Regions from separate parts of the Anas platyrhynchos genome. Here region 1 is linked to region 2. The links are chromatin contacts, called in public Hi-C maps. All regions are on one chromosome and are shown on one strand. The core of a region is the stretch at or near the end of the contact, and the rest is flanking DNA. Distances in the headings are between cores, read along the strand shown. Region 1 overlaps RET (ret proto-oncogene). Region 2 overlaps CSGALNACT2 (chondroitin sulfate N-acetylgalactosaminyltransferase 2).

What was found. Hi-C and Micro-C count contacts between places; a contact is called where the count stands out from the background.
Region 1: a contact with region 2 is called in a Hi-C map of F5 follicle, with 2.4 times the contacts expected there. The contact joins two enhancer-like sites. A contact is called at or near these places in 4 of 8 Hi-C or Micro-C datasets (F1 follicle, F5 follicle, liver and 1 more).

The regions. Positions count from the first base shown.
Region 1 is chr6:15,264,337-15,267,943 of IASCAAS_PekinDuck_T2T, forward strand. RET (ret proto-oncogene) reads right to left here. Exons shown (of 26, transcript XM_072039478.1): 17 at 2,713-2,969; 18 at 1,294-1,441. Among named protein-coding and RNA genes, the nearest start is that of CSGALNACT2, 31 kb to the left of the region's middle. Within about 2 kb of position 2,040, at least 2 of the 8 cell types and tissues checked have an H3K27ac peak or open chromatin away from gene starts, as enhancers often do. A contact at or near this core is called in F5 follicle, where this site is marked.
Region 2 is chr6:15,201,371-15,204,615 of IASCAAS_PekinDuck_T2T, forward strand. CSGALNACT2 (chondroitin sulfate N-acetylgalactosaminyltransferase 2) reads right to left here. Exons shown (of 9, transcript XM_072039480.1): 9 at 2,261-3,245. Among named protein-coding and RNA genes, the nearest start is that of MBL, 30 kb to the left of the region's middle. Within about 2 kb of position 1,286, at least 5 of the 8 cell types and tissues checked have an H3K27ac peak or open chromatin away from gene starts, as enhancers often do. A contact at or near this core is called in F5 follicle, where this site is marked.

The DNA of each region.
Region 1 (3,607 bases), core at 790-3,289, 64 kb after region 2:
ACCTCTGAAAAGACTTAGTTCTAATTTTTTTCCATATGACCTGTCTCCACTGAACCTCATGCAACGTGGGCATGCACTTCGTAAACCACTTACTCTTTTGGTAAAATAATGGAATATAAAGAATTTTTGCTCTAAAGCAGCAGCAGATGGATTTTTTTCTCTTTAACCATATATATATGTTTTTAATTATAAGCAGCAACAAATAGATGAGGTCATTCAGATAAAGCTAGCTGCCCAGCTGAAGGAATCTTCTTGTATCCGTAAGCCTTCCTGAAGGTTCTTTTTTCCCCATCTTCACCCACTACTTTCCTAGGTGTCTGATACATAGGGACTACATGCATTTATGGACTAGCACACAAAACAACATAAAAGGATACAGTTGTGTGAATAACTGACCTCCTTCACCACCATTGCATATCTAATGAAGTCATCAGGCCCAGACATTATATATGCAAAATCTGCATTCATATTTTACAGTAAAGGTGGCAAAATCTATGGATTACAATCCACGCATTCAGCCTTCACCTGAAACGTACACTAATACTGGAGAATTCTACTTCAAAGACCAAAAAACAACTAACCATACAAAAAGAATCATCTTTTTCTTTCAATACCGTGTCTTTTTCTGTATGGTAAAGAAACAAGTATAAATGGGGCCTAAAACTAAACAGAGACAGGGACAAGAGCTCAAGGTCTCATATTATAATCTTAACATAACCTAGGAACACATTTTTTCCCTATCTTTAAAGTCTTTGGAAGAACTGAAGACACCAGGAGAAAACATTAGGCTCTGCAAGCCAGTTTGGCAGAACACCTGGTAATTGAAAAGTATATCAGAAAGTACAAAAGTAGATGGAATTCTCAATCAGAGAAGTAACTTAATAGGCCTATTCTGTCTCTTGCCATGGTTATAACACAATTTACTTTAAAAGCTCTGCCAAATAAAACTGCAGGGAAGGAGGGGAGTGGAGTGTCAGAAAGCTTTAACATGCCCTTGCAATATTTCTGTCAATGCCGACCAAAATTAAATGTATTTGCCCCATTAAGACAGAGAATCCTTGCACATCGTTAATCAGAACCACTTGTGGAAGTCACTTATTTGTATCAACATGATGCTAGCTGCTAAAGTCAGAAATCTGTCAGAATGTAACAGACTGCTGCTGGAAGAAATGAAGGCTGTGGTACTGGTTGTTCCTAGCTGACATTTTACTTTCATGTTAGCCCCTTTTCAAATGCATGCAGAAGTTACAACAAATAGTTTTCAAAACATTTCAGATGCAGATGGGAAGGTACCTTTTAGCATTTTGACTGCCACAGTAGTATAGCCAGCTCTTCCCTTGAGTCTGAAAGCTGTTGCCTTGACAACCTTTCCAAATTCACCCTCTCCAAGAGTTTTACCAAGAACCAAGTTTTTCCGAGGGAATTCCCACTTCGGATCTTCCTGCAGGAGAGAAAAGAAACCCTATAAGACGAGGAAGAACAGAAGCGGATAGCTACACCAGAGGCATTAATGTTCAATAGGAGATCATTCTTCAGGAATAGGTATACTTTGGTGTACAATTTCGGTTGCTCCCTTTTTTTTTTTTTTTTTTTGGTCAATGAGTGCATTGCTAAGAAAGCTTCTGAATCTCTAAGCATTTTGCAAGTGTTTTTACATTACCTTAAAATCACCTCCTTCAAAAAAGGCTGCAAAAGCAGCTTGTGGATAATATATTATATTTACAGGACTTAGAAATCGTGTACAAATGAAACATGAAGCAATGCAATATAAACGTTTGCTTTCAGAATAACTGTGAATATGTGACTGTAGACTTCACTGAGAAGTAAATTAGTTTTACTCAAGGACTAAGGCTTTCCCTGCAGAGTCCATCAGACACAACAATCCTCCTCTTAGGAAATGAGAGTTATCAAGCCTTACAGTTGTGAAATGGTGACAGATGTACAAACCAGACGAGAGATGAAAGTACACAGAGCGCAAGGCCTGTGAAGACGTCAATATCTAGCATGCAAATAAAGCTGGTGTTGCCACATGTCACAGAAAATGGCAGCGTTTCTTTACTATATTGGTCCATGAAAACACACCAGCTGGCAAGCATCCTGAATAGTATGTAACTTACCAACACAGAAGAAACTAGATTAAAGATATGATAATATAACTGGGCAAAAAGCATGGACACCATTCCCACATGACCTGACACCTACAGTGTGTCTGTATAACAGAAATCAGGAACAGATCTCAGCTTTTTTTCTTTTTTTTTTTTTTCCTCCCCTAAACTTATCCTCTGTGGAATACTATGGCTAATCACAGAGACTACAAACCTGTGCTGATTATTAGACTATTATTTTATTTTAACAATGTTAAATGTAACAACTTTAACAATTATATTACTTTAAAAATGTTAAAATTAAACCACACCATAAAATGTAGAGTTACATTTAGAAAAAAAATGGCTTAAATTTGACCCATTGTTACATTATATTAGAATGGAACAAAAGTGGCAGAATATACTGGCCTTGTGCAGTAAGTTATATGACTTATTCAATTACTCATTAAGTATCTGTCCCTCTATACATCACTTCTGTTTTAATCATTTGATTTGGGTGTTTCTATAAGCAGATCGCACTTCTGTAACATTTTCTACATGCATAAACACCATTCTTTAGGAACAACACAGATATGAAAAAGTATACACAAAACTATATCAGACTTACTGGTATTTTAAAGGTGTCTACAGACACTTGGTTCTCCATGGAATCTAAAGAAGGCCGACGGACATTAGTAGAAGAATAGCTGATGGGATAGGACTGGGCCGGGCGCCGGAATGTCATTTCTGCAGAGGCAATAGGTGGCTTTGGAGAATTTTTGTGGTAGCGATGGATGAAATACGAAGAAAGCAGCACAGAGATGATGAAGGACAACAGCACTGCCCCTGCTATGACAGTCTTGCACACATCATCACATAGTTGCTCTGTGGATCAAGAAGAATTTATTAGAACTTTGTTGTTTCCTACTTCAGCTTGGGCAGTTCACGTGACACAGGTGTGACAAAGAATTCAAAAACATTTTTAAAAGCTACAGGAAAACCTAATAGCTGATTTTCTATTTTGGGCAGCAGCAGATAATCTTAAGCAAATGAGCTTAATTGACTGTGTAAAATGGAAGGATAGCTATCTTGAACTGATATTCCTTGTCTTTATAGAATTAGCTACTTCTGAGACTCTTCTTTATGGTCCAGCCTACCATATACTGATCTTCTGATACTACTTCTATCTCTGGAGACCTGTGACTAGATTTCACTTGTGGACAACAGTTTATGTTAGAACCATTCTGTCCAAATAGGGTCATTTTCATATATAAATTTTACTTCATTATGATGCCAATTATTGTACATAAGAAAAATACTTCTCTTCATCTTTTTGGATTCTAAAGAAAGAGACTTAGAATATTTGTATTTAACAAAATATTGTTTGTGAAAGCATTTCCTTATGCTGCAACTGCTTATGCATTTTTTCCTCCACATTTACTACTTCTCCTTTTCCATAAGGACTTTTAGTGTCTTTCTTTGGAAACTAAATTATGTAAGTGCCCCTAAACATCATTCTTCTA
Region 2 (3,245 bases), core at 36-2,535:
AGAAAATCCACATCAAAGAGAAAGAGGGACTGGGCTAATAAGGAAGGCAGCAAGTACACTATTGTGATGAAAAAAGAACAAGCTGATGCAAGACCAAGTGGTGAAAAAATAAGTCATCCCATTTTTCAGGTCATATTATTTATACAGCACATGTAATTTGTTTCAGGTATGCTAAGGAGTTGGGGAAAACTAATTGTTCTCCAGAGTTGTACATTTTTCTGCCTATTATTGGGCAGTGACACAGCATTATGTTAATTGCTCGGGAATGTAACTGAAGTGCCAGTAACATCCATAGCCAGATAGAAGACAGTAGACTTGTTAGCTTGTGATAACAGTGGTAACTTAACCTCAAAATCTGAGCCCTGAAAGTGGCTTCACTCATGCGTTTCCCAAAGACTAAGGCAGAAGAAGTAGCGAAGCACTTCTACAGAATGTGTAGTCAATGGGTTTCTGTGGAAATAGAGTGTCCCAAAGAATAACTAAAAGCAGAACAGACCCAGGAAAGTAGCACGTAGATGGTAACCTGACATAGTTGTACAAATTCAAGCAACTTTCGAAGCAACACACTGAACAGAAACGTTCTCTCTACAGTCCACAAGTCTCAACCTTTTCTTGTTTTATTTTGGGATTACTAGGGACATATATCTTGTCCTCTTCTGGAGAATCCCTGTTAAGATAGACAAAACAATCCATCTGTGTATCTGTATGATATTCATCAGTTGACTCCATTCAGTGAAGGCCATTTGGAAAAATGCACATTAATTCACTGAGAAACAATATCTGAATATCTGACATTGTTTAAACTAACTACTTAAAACATAGGTAAGCTCAAGAGCAATGTTCAAAATGCTTCAGAACAAAAAAGGAAAAGGCCTATTTTAAGATTAAATTAAAAGCTGCATGTTTAAAGCAGTTATTTATAATCTAATTACTTTAATGAGAAAAATTAAGTGACAAATCGTTAGCGAACATGAGGTGTATACATGATTAGTAGTAATTCCCTGGAAGTATAAACTTTAAATCATAACAACTTTTAATTTAAGCAACTCATTTAATTTCCACTGTTACCATTGTTAATAAGCTACCCAACAAATTATAGAAGTACCATAAAACACTATTTACACTATTAGAATTGAGTATTTGCCTGCTGTAAATGCTCTACGGATTGTGAGCAGTAAAGTCATCTTGCAGAACAGCAGACGAGCAAGTTGTTAGATGTGTGTACTGTATCCACTATTGTGCAGCAGCAAAACGTATCTGAGGAGATTCCATGTCCTTGTTATTACCACTGTAGAGCAAGCACCATGCAATGACTTAACATAGCACAGAGCCCACACTAATCTCTCTGGATTTCATAACACAGCACAAACATGCTCTTAGTGAGCTGATAATGTCATAGCACATGTTCTCACACAAGCAGTTACTGCAGACAGCAGGACTAATTGTGCAGAAGAGAAAAGAGAAAGGGCCAGGCCTGCAAGGGCTCCAAGGAGTTTACAACTGCTCAAATGATGATTTGGACTGCTTGTGTCTATACCCAACCCTGGCATGAGCAAGTTCCAGTAGGTCCGACTTCATTTAACTTCAATGCCTCCACCTCCGCATTCTGGGGCGATGAACGGAAAGTTTTCAGAAGTGGTTCCTATTGATTGCCTTCCAGCATCTGTATCAGACCAGTATGGACTGCACAGATGCAGACACTTGACATTTTTCTCTTTCCTCATTTCAGCCACTTTTGATAAACACAACCACTCAGTGGAAATACTAGAAGATGAGATCTGGCTATCAGCAGTCTGCTGTGTGCAAAACATGGGAACTAAACTGGTAGAGTGATAACAGCCAAGCTGCAGCAGTGCTCAATACCTCCATACAACCTCAACAGTCATGCCAGTGTGTGTATGAAGTGAGATGAAGTGAGAGGCATTTTTGATGCTTATTCTTGCACCAGCACAGCCAGGACAACACTAGCTAAGTGTTAAGGGCTGGAGTTTCAATAAAAGTTCCCACTTAAATCTTACTAGAAGTCGTCATGCCTACGTACTTACTCTTTTCCTCACTGGTACCTTGTTCTGTAAGGACCCACCACCAAGATGTTTACCTTACAATAAAACATCTGGTATATATGTAAGTTTTATATCTAGTCAGGATAGATGTTCACTGGTTAAAACTCTCACCGCAAATACTATTACTTCAATCTGGTGTGTCATCTACCTGGTAAAACATTATAAACACTTATTTCAAAAGAAACAGCTTAAAACAATTTCTAAAATGCAGATATTCCATTTATTATACAGAGAATCAGTTGCAAGAAGTCTTGCAATGCTTTCTCATCACTCTAAGTACAATACAGGAAACTGTTCTCCACAATAAGTTACATAAAGGCAGATTTTATGTACATATGAAAGGATCAGTGCCCGGAACTATTTGCACAGCATATCTGCTATTCAGAAAAATCAGCCATTTAAATTTTTAATTGCCTTCAGAATTCTTGAAGCAAACTGAATTCATTAACAAAACTTAATTACCTGGTTTGAAAAGGTTTGAGAAGGGTTTTTGCCTAGTTTCTAAATTCTGTGGAGACCATGCAAATGGTATAACCACTGAATTAGCATTCTCACCATTAATTTTAAAAACAAATGTATTAAAAATGAGGCATGCCATACGGTAGTATATAAGACAACATGGAGAAAAGTGACCTGCCTGCATTTAAACTGCTTATGCATCCCAGAATATCCAAAAGGGAAGTAGGGAAGTAGTAGTGCCATTGTACAAGACACTCATGAGACCGCAGCATAATTCTGTTCATGCATGCTTGACCCCTTCCATTCTTCCCCTCCCCCAAAAAAAAAAAAAAAAGAACAACACAATTGAAAAAGTGAAGAATAAGGCTACTGGGATAAATCAGTAGAACAGAAAGTATCATGTGAAGAAAGACTGTAACAGCACTTGCTTTTCCAGTCTGTGAAACAGCTAAGAGTATGTGACTTGCTTCCAAAAACATGTCAGGAAAATGACAGAGGGAAAGAAAGGGACATTGGCATAACAGCAAATGGGTCTCTAATGAATTTACATAGCAATGAAATGATGGTTCCTCAGTTTAAAGGCTGAGATGCACAAGCAGGGCTTCAGAATAAGGAGTGGGGCCAAAAATCCTTAAACAAAAATGTTTAATAGCATAGCTCAGTTCACAGAAAGGATTCTATGATGTAGTATGCACTGTGGGAAAAGACTACATCCAGAAATGC